Regions from separate parts of the Gossypium hirsutum genome. Here region 2 is linked to region 1. A link is a contact called in public Hi-C data. All regions are on one chromosome and are shown on one strand. Each heading gives the region's core, a stretch centred on a gene start, on an enhancer-like site or on the middle of the called end of the contact. The rest is flanking DNA. Distances are from core to core; before and after follow the strand shown.

The links. Hi-C and Micro-C count contacts between places; a contact is called where the count stands out from the background.
Region 2: a contact with region 1 is called in a Hi-C map of leaf, with 2.0 times the contacts expected there. The contact joins the promoter of LOC107954794 here to the promoter of LOC107954907 in region 1. A contact is called at or near these places in 6 of 34 Hi-C or Micro-C datasets (anther, callus, hypocotyl and 2 more).

What each region holds. Positions count from the first base shown.
Region 1 is chrD07:45,539,210-45,543,991 of Gossypium_hirsutum_v2.1, reverse strand. LOC107954907 (repressor of RNA polymerase III transcription MAF1 homolog) reads right to left here and starts at 2,637. Exons shown (of 11, transcript XM_016890590.2): 1 at 2,482-2,637; 2 at 1,185-1,266; 3 at 1,011-1,081; 4 at 877-926; 5 at 705-775; 6 at 559-621; 7 at 109-196. The coding sequence starts at 1,216.
Region 2 is chrD07:45,768,974-45,773,755 of Gossypium_hirsutum_v2.1, reverse strand. It overlaps LOC107954794 (ribulose bisphosphate carboxylase small chain, chloroplastic-like), which reads right to left and starts at 2,840. Exons shown (of 3, transcript XM_016890466.2): 1 at 2,282-2,840; 2 at 2,046-2,180; 3 at 1,523-1,953. The coding sequence starts at 2,464. The coding sequence ends at 1,723.

The DNA of each region.
Region 1 (4,782 bases), core at 1,388-3,887:
CCACAAGGACAGGTGATAAGTGAGGACTGCAACAATAGTAACTCTGAGGCAAATTATTTGAGGAAATCTAATGTCGAAGTGAATAAATGAAGATAATTATGGTAATACCTTTGACGCTTCAAGCATGTAGGTTTCAAAAATCTGCTTAAAAGTATCCCAGATTTCCTCAGTGAAGAACTGGTGTGCTTTAACTGCACTGAAACCACAGATGCACATTCCATATCATAATATAAGGGAACCATACGAAACACGCATGAAAATCAGTATACGCACTCAATGGCATGAGAATGACTTGAATTGGATACCAACAAACCAATAAAACCAACAGGATTAGATTTGGGAAATGGAGAGAATTGAACTCTCAGCTCCTCCAAGAGCAACAGTGGACTGAACTGTCTGTCAAAGCCTTTTGACAACACTCCCAATGCAGAGAACAGGAGAATTATATAACGGGTTGCCAAGTCGCCCAATAAGCTGACAGTGGCATTACCCATAACCCTCCTCTTATGCTCTCTTAAAAAAGACAATGTGCTGTGGCAACATAAGCTACAGAGATACCTTAAGTCATAATCTGGATACATGTGATAGAGGGTAAGCACCAAGTAGATCAACGTCTTCCGGCTGAAATGCATGTGATAGAAAGCTGGTTCAATTAAAATGAAAGACAAACTAAACTCACTAAAACTGAATGTAATATTTACAACCTTGATCTGCTCAACAGGAATTCAACTGGTGAGAAGTCAGTATCTGAAGATTTTCCAAGAGAGTCAAGGATCTGGTATTAAACAAGCATCAGAAAACCCTCATCCCTTGAATAATAATCTTCTAAAGCAAAAAGGAACCAACATATCACATGTTGATCGTTCTCCACTTTACCTCATTTTCCAAACTGAGAGAAAGTCTTTTATCAGTTCCTGTGTGTTTGCCTAGAAACAAGAAAGAAACTGAGTTAGAATCAAATTTTTCTAAATTCTTCAGGACAACTAGACAAGTTATGCACATGAACTTACAAGAGTATGCTTCAAGGCTCCCTTTGATGGTACGTTCACCAAGGTTTAGTTCTCTCAAGAAATCATTTATTCTAGAAAATTTAGATGAGACTTATGTCATAATTCAAGTTAGAAGGAAGAAAACGGTGATTCTCATTAATCTACAACTCGATCTTTTCAATGATTGAAAATTACCGGTCAAATGGAGTGTATTCTAGGAACTTCATGGTGAGTGTATTCAAACAGATTGTTAAATCTTAGCGTCACAGATGCCAAACTGCGAAGTCCAGAAGGCAAAGATAAGCAGGATTTATACACTGAGAACGTAGAAATTATTGCACTAACAAAGCAAACTATCACTTGACAGATGTACATGCAATCAGATTGAAACACATAAGAATGCAAGCAGGATAAATATTTCAATGCAAGTCCAAGCTCAACTGGCCAAATAAAATCGTAAACCAATAATAACTACACATTTTTTCAAGAAATGTTCTTCATTGATAAAACAAAACACATCCCGACTGATCTCAGCGTGGACATCAATTCTGTCACTGCCCAACGAAGTTTTGACCTCATCTCATTATTCCGCTATTGAAGATTTAGACATGAAAAATGAATATACAAAATAACATTATCCCATTTTCCAAATCCATACATCAAACCCAACCCACGCATCAAGTAGAAATTCTGGGGGCAAAAAACAGTTGCTGGGAACTAGTAAATTTAGAACCGTTAAGCATTAAGGATCTGGGCATAGGGACTTCAGGCTAAAGTCAACTTTGTCACCATGTTTCAATTCTAATTAATTAGCAACTACAATTTCAAATTCGTTGATTTTTAAATGAAAATTATCAAATTAGAATATTTAATGGAATATTTTGTTAATGCATTTGGAAACGTGAATTAGAAATTTTGAATTTTATTTGCTATACAAATTATAAGAGTGAAATGCATGAATAAACTGGTTGAGTTTCAATATATAATATATTTGGAAAGTAAAAAATGCAAAAATTTGTTCAATTCATGAATTCCTGATGAATTTCAAATCCAATTTCACTGCTAAATTGGCATTCAACAAATATACGAATTTAAAAAATATCATGAATGCTACATTGTTATATGTGTTATCACTCAATTTGCATTATCTTTTGAAAAACAAATCCAGAATTAGAAATACAAGTTCCCAATCGTTACCTAATTGGTAAATTTAATGCAAGGGAACATTCAATAAATTGAAATACAGTGGCAAGAATCGACAGTGAGTCCTATACTATAAAAAATTTGGCCTTAATCCCCCCTTCCTTTCAAGAAAAAAGAGAAGTCAAATCTAAAACAACGTAAAAATTGGAAACCCAATAAAACTAAACCCCCAATTTCGACATGAATTGGACGAAATCGAACTACAAATCTAAAATCACATAAAAAAAAGGAAGAGCCGAAAAAACAACCACAATTTTTTTTTTTTTAGAAAAAGAAAGACGGATCTTACCCCTTATTTGGTTGACTTAGAGGTGAGAGAAGGTAAAGTTTGAAGGGTGCTACTTTCGTTGATGGCCTTCGGCTTTGAATTTCAAAGACGGGTTAAAAAACGAGAGAGTTTTAAAAGTGTCGGGAAAATGATAGAAAGCAGAAAAAAGACAAAATAAAGGAAATGGCTGTTTTCTTCTTTTCAAATATCAAAGAATATAATATAAGCAGGGATATTCTTGGTATAAAAAGTTTGTGGTGTGAATAATTTCCAAGTGTAATAAAACTGGGCAAACTATATAAAATATAAAGTTATGTATGATTTGAATTATATTTTCATCATTAAATTTTAATTTGTAATAAAATGTCATTAATATTATTAAATTTTAATATTTTAATTGTGGAAATCATTTCTTTGAAAATAAAAATATAGTTTAGTTGTCGACTTAAAAAAAATGATAATTAGAGTCGCCACCGATCTTTTATTGAGGTGTGATCGGATCACCTTGAAAGTAATTTTAGGTCTGCAAATTTTGAGAAAACAGGTACGGGAGTCGGTTACGCACGAGGTAGGGTTACCACCCTCGTGACGCCCAAAATTGGTACCGAATTGATTGTTTAATGTCTCAATGTCGAAATTTAAAAAAAAATTAAAATACGACCTTTTAAAAAGAAAATTTGAATATGATAATGTGCTCTTATTTCGCAGAAATAAATCGCCACACTCAGTGAGTTAGGGTGCAACAATTCGATCTTTGAAATTAAATTTGTCCCCTTTCTTAAGAAAATCATGTGTTTTAAGAAGGATATTTGTTTATTTAAATCAATCATGAAATCTGAACCCAGTAAGTTAGGGTTCAATTTCTCGAAATTCTTAAACATCAAATATCGCCTTTATTTTAAAAACGAGATAACAAAATGTCGTATTCAGTAAGTTAGGATCAAACATTTTGAAATATTAAGAACGTCATTTAATAATTGCAGGGTTTTAATAAAATGGGCACTTGGTTACCTAAATTCATCGAGAAGAAACGAAGTCCAGTAAGTTAGGGCACGATTTTCTCGAGAATCTATGAATGCCAAGCCCTTTTTAAAGATTATGAAATAAAACAATTATGAAGCTTTAATAAAACTCGACTCTTACAAAGGAACATGATTAAATGACGATACACATAATGTAGAGGATAAATAACAATTTAAACTTAAACTAGAAACAATTAAACAAATAATAGGCAAATACAAACATCGACCTTAATCATATTAGACAAACATCCATATTAAAATTTAGGCAACCAACAAATTCATAATCAATTTAAAACAACCAATCATCAACAATAATAATAAATAGTACAAATATTTGATACAAATTTGGAAGGGAATAAAAAAATTAAATAAAAGATTTGAATAAATTTTAATGAAAGGTTTTAAAAACACAAAGAAAATAAAAGATGTGGTAAAATAAAAGTGAACAACTTGAGATTAATATGTACATTTTAATTTATATAAATAAAACTTAGTAGAATTAATAGTATATACCTAGTAAAAATATATATAAAAGCTAAATAAATAAAATAAGATAACAAACTTAAAAGAGATAAGGTTTTCACTCATAAGAAAATATCATTTAAAAAGTAATAATAATAATAATAATAATAATAATAATAATAATAATATATGATTATACATACGTATACTAAGAAAAGAAAAATTATATTACATATGCATATATGTAAATATACAGAACTATTATAGAAATTAACTTTATGTATATAAAAACAAATATATAAAATATAATAATTCAATAATAAGAATAAATATGATAATAAAAATAACAATAAGTTTCTTAAGTAAAAAAAATAAATAAATTAAATGATAAGGAGGATTAAGTTACAAACAAAATCGAATCCACAGGGAGGAAATAAAATTAAACTAAAATGGAGGTTCATACTACAACACACGAATTACATGGGGGGCGATTGGGAAATATCTCGCTTCCCCAAAACGCGGCGTTGCAAGCTGGACCGAAATGGTACAAAAGCGAAATACTGGGCTAAATCAGAAAGAAGGAAGATAACCAAATCGAAAACACCAGAAAAGGGATGGACTGGTCGCGCAAATATCCCTCCCTACGCCAGAACACGCGGATCAAGCCACGTCTGGGTCGGGTCATCAGGTCACTGCCTAAAACGGCACCGTTTTAGAGCCACTGAATCAGACCCCGAACGACGCTGTTTAAATACCCTGCAAGAAACAACCTTGAAACCCTAAACAAGATTATTCGACCACCTAAACAAAAATAAAAAAAAAACTTTATCTACCCCCT
Region 2 (4,782 bases), core at 1,591-4,090, 230 kb before region 1:
TTTAGAGGAGTTGAGAGAGTATTTATTCTGTTTATATTAGAAATCTATCTGAGTGTAAATTCTTTGTAAGTAATATATTTTTATCGATTAGTTTATAACTAAGCTTTTTTTTTAAAAAAAATTTAATGAGAGTGAGTTGAATTTAAATTATATTTTAATGTTTAAGTAAGACCTTATAAATGGAAAATTTTTTTGAACCGTGCGAACAAATTTTTAATGTCAATTTTTGAGCAAAACCTTATAGATGGTGAAATTTTTTGAATTACGTTAGTGTCATTTTTTATATTTTCTACTCCTAATTACTTATTCGAATTGCAATTTAACCAATATTTAAACTAATATCTGATAGGCAAAATTTTTTTTCTAGAATTGCATTTTTAGAGCTCTATTCCAATTATTGACGCACTTCGACTGAGAGGGAGAGGGAGACAATTCTTATCTGAATTTCTCTATCTTTTGGTTCCTCCACAAATGTAGCTATCCTTAATATTAGGGTTTTTTTTTATATAAAAAAGAGAATGGAAATTATAGTCCACTAATTAATCACAAATTAGAAAACAAAAAATCCTAACCCTTTGAGTTACAATTTTTGTAATGAAATTGAGTTTAAGAACATAGAGCTACTAGTATTATTCAATATTATAATTAATAAGCATTATTATGGTTTTCCTTTTCCATGTTGGGTTAAAAACTAATAAAGAAAATCATAATTATTATTTTTAAAATAATAATAAATTCAATACTTTTTTAGTATTTTAGTTTTATTTTATTTTTTTGGATATTTTACCGTCAACCTTGAAAATTAGTTAAATTGCTTTTTTTAGATGGAAAAAGTGACTACATCTTTTAAATTTAAATGGCATTGATGCAATAGTTTGCATGATGTAATTTATAAAATTAAAAATAATATTTTAAAAAAAATTGTAATTTCTTTTAAAAAATTATCTACATAAACAATGAAATATATGTAAACTGTCATATAAATTGTCACATGGTGTTATTAAAAATTTAACAGTTTCTTCAATTTTTCTATTCAAAACAAACTATTATTTGACTTTAAAAAAAATTTAGGGTGAAAATGATAAAATAAAAATATATTATGTATTAAATTCATTATTATTATTTTTAAATTAAGCTCGAAGATGTCAACTAAAACTTATGTAATGCAAATCATTTATCACTATACCAATAGTGATTTTAATATTTAACGAGGAAATAGATTGAATGCAGAATATAGCAGAATATATATATATATATATATATATTTGAATTTAGCCTTTTTAAGTTGTTATTTTAATAATAGAAACTTGTGATGTCATAATAAAACAATTTAATAAAAATGGTTTCTTTGGTGTATTCCTATGTACTAAGATAATGAGCCTCCAACAGCACAGCGTTGCTTGTCCACAAAATCTTTATCCTCTTATTTTAAAGCCAGACCACCCAATCACCTTTTTTTCTTTTAATTTTTATCCTATCTTAACATGAATATCTTAGCACTGAAAATGGAGGAAGAACTGGATTCATGAAATATGGCAAGAAACTACCTTTTTATTCATTAGTTCTCAGCCGTTCCATTGGAAATCCAAAAACAAAACAAAGAGAGACCCCAAGCCAAATAACTCAACTAAAAAAGAAAAAGAAAAAGGGGGGGGGGTTTGAGGGGCTTAATTTAAGTACAACTTTGAAACAAATGGAATTCCTAGGAGGGAAGTAAACAACTTAGTAGCCTTCAGGCTTGTAGGCAATGAAACTAATGCACTGCACTTGACGAACGTTGTCGAACCCAATGATTCTAATGAATGCATTGGGGTATTCCTTCTTGCATTCCTCAAGCTCCTTCAACACCTGAGCCGAGTCGGTGCACCCGAACATGGGCAGTTTCCACATGGTCCAGTAGCGTCCATCGTAGTACGTGGGTAAGCTCGAGTACTTACGGTGCACGAATCCCTCCTGCACATACATATAAAACACACTTAATCAACTCAAATATCCCACTAAAAAAATTAAGAGGAGGAATGGAATAATTTAGAGCTCCAAAATACCTCTAATTCGAATTCCAAGCAAGGAATCCATTTAGAGCGAAGAAGGTAATCTACTTCCTTAGCCAACTGTACGGGAGTAAGATCGGGCAGGTATGAGAGAGTCTCGAACTTCTTCTTCCCAAGAGGCGGCCACACCTGTACTCAAAAGCCAAGATATATATTTGATTCAATTTATGTAATTTGTTGTGTTCAAACACTTGGGGTAATTTAAGTGGTATTTATGCATCACCAAGTACCTGCATGCATTGCACTCTCCCACCGTTGCTTGCAAGAGAAGTGATGTCGTTGTTGGCCTTCCTGGTGACTGGGAAAGCAGAGGCAGATTTGAGGCCGGTGAAGGGGGCCACCATGTTGGCCTGTGCCGGGGAGGAGCGGTTCACGGTGGCAATGGTTGCCGATGAGATCATGGAGGAGGCCATTGCTATTACTGCTTACTATTACTATATGCTACAGGTATACAAAAGAGTCTCACTGATCCCTTAATAGTGTCACTGCCTTGGTGCAATCCCCTATATATAGTCATAAAATTTGGTCTAAGCTCACCACATTTAGAGATTGGTTTGGGAGACAGGGTGACCGTTGGATCCTAAATCAGATGACATTACAACCATAATGACCACAAAGAGGGTGGAAACTTTTCTTGAATGGTAAAGCCTTATCTTTGGCAACCTGCCACGTGGAAGAAGCACAGTGATCTTATCTCATTTCATCCAATGGAAACCGTGAATGCCTGATTTCTCCTTTGTCACCTCTTCACGGTCCCATTTGGTCATTCCCGATTCAAAAAAATCGATGTCCATACCTTGTTTGCTTGGTCATGCTTGCCTTTTGTGTTTTTACCTTTCGCGTTATCTTCAAATATGGTAACTCGGTAACCAAGTGTTAATTCTTTCATATAATTTTGATGTCGATTATAGGAATTAATTGTTAACATGAGCGCAGCTACAGTTGTAGTGGCATGATTTAAAAAAAAAAACTGTTTAAAAGGAGAAGGTAATATTATTCTGACTAGACCTTTCTGATGATTATAAACTGTTGCAGCTAAAAGATGGAAGCATTTTTTAGGATTGGAATGTAAGAGAGAATTAATGGCAAGTTACTGAAACAGGCTCTTCAAGACCCCGCAAGATTGAAAGCCTTCCAACAAAACAAACAGTGATTTTGGCAATCATTAGCATGCAGTTGTAGATGGCACTTTTCTTTCTCCCTTTTTTGTATTTAAATACAAACAAAAAGGCTTGTATCCCCAAAGAATCTACAACAAGGATTGGGGAAGAATCATATATATGGATTCCATGTTTGATTGCCTTGAGATACGAACAGGACCCTGTAATGTGAGGGGTGAACCTTTGATAAACGAAAGGAAGTTTGATGTCACCATTTTCGAGGATATAGTTTTGGAAGAAAGAGGGGGAGAAGGAGAGTTGGCACCATTTTCTGGTTCTGCATCATGACATGATTGTCCATGTTCACTGCGGTGTACAAATATTAGGGTATTACAATTACAATTTCCAACTCTGGAAATATTTTCTAAATTTGGAGGTCAAAGTGTGGTCCGTTAGTCTCCAAACAGATTATGATGAAGCCAACCATTGTTTTATATTATGCCACACTTGAAATGCCAATAATTATATTCAGCATGTTCGGAGAATGAAGAACGGCACACATTTATTTACCCACAACCACAGCTAATTTATACAAGACCAAAATCCAACGGATTCCTGTACAAAACATTAATACACACTCAATAAATAGAATAATACTAAAGTAAACCTTTTAATCTTGAAGATATGAATTATTGAAAGAAAAAGCATATCACTATAATATTTGACAATTATTGAGAAGCTATAGTTTGGACAAAACACCTTAGTGAACAAATATAAATATAAATATTTATATTAAATACAAGATCTTGAACAAATAATATAAACAAATATTTATATTTATGTAAAAACACCGGATCTAAACAAAATCAATTAAATAAATATTTATATTTATTTAAAACATCATATCTAAAAAATAATTAAATAAACAAGATCTTGAAAAATTAGAAATCGAATAAGAGAATCGAATTTTACTAGATGTTGAGGCCTGTTTTCACAGTTTCCGTAAGATAGACTCGACAGCTCCTATGGTACTTGGAGAAACGTTGATCGTCTGTCTCCCAAGAAACAACAACAAAATGATCATGGGAGTAGTGCTTCTGCAGTGATCAATAAATAAATCTTTCCTTCTTCTATCACCAAACATTTGAAAAATTTGGAGAGAAAATGAATAGAATTTTCGAGAGTGAAATAAATTCGTTGTGCGTCTCTAAAGAATTCTGCAATATTCTTTAGGCTTTTATAGACATTCAATGTGGAGGAATTTTTAGAAATTTTCATGAATAAAGATACAAATCTGCATTAAGGGAGCCTTTAAATCAATTTGAATAAAATAAAATCAAATTTGATTGGAATCAAATCAAAATGAGATATTTGTTCTTTTAAAACAGATTCTGTATAATATCTGCTCAAAAAAAATAAATACGTATTGGGCTAAAATATTCGCAGGCCTAAAAGGGCCTGATCGATCCGGACATTTCGCGTTACCCACGTCGTGCGGGTGTTTCCCAACCCCGATGGGTTTGAATTTGCACCCCCTGCGCGCGAGGGAGAGCATTAGTTTACTCATTCAATAACCACTAAGTTGGTTTACATATATATAAAAGTTCCACACTTGATTCCAAATCAATGTG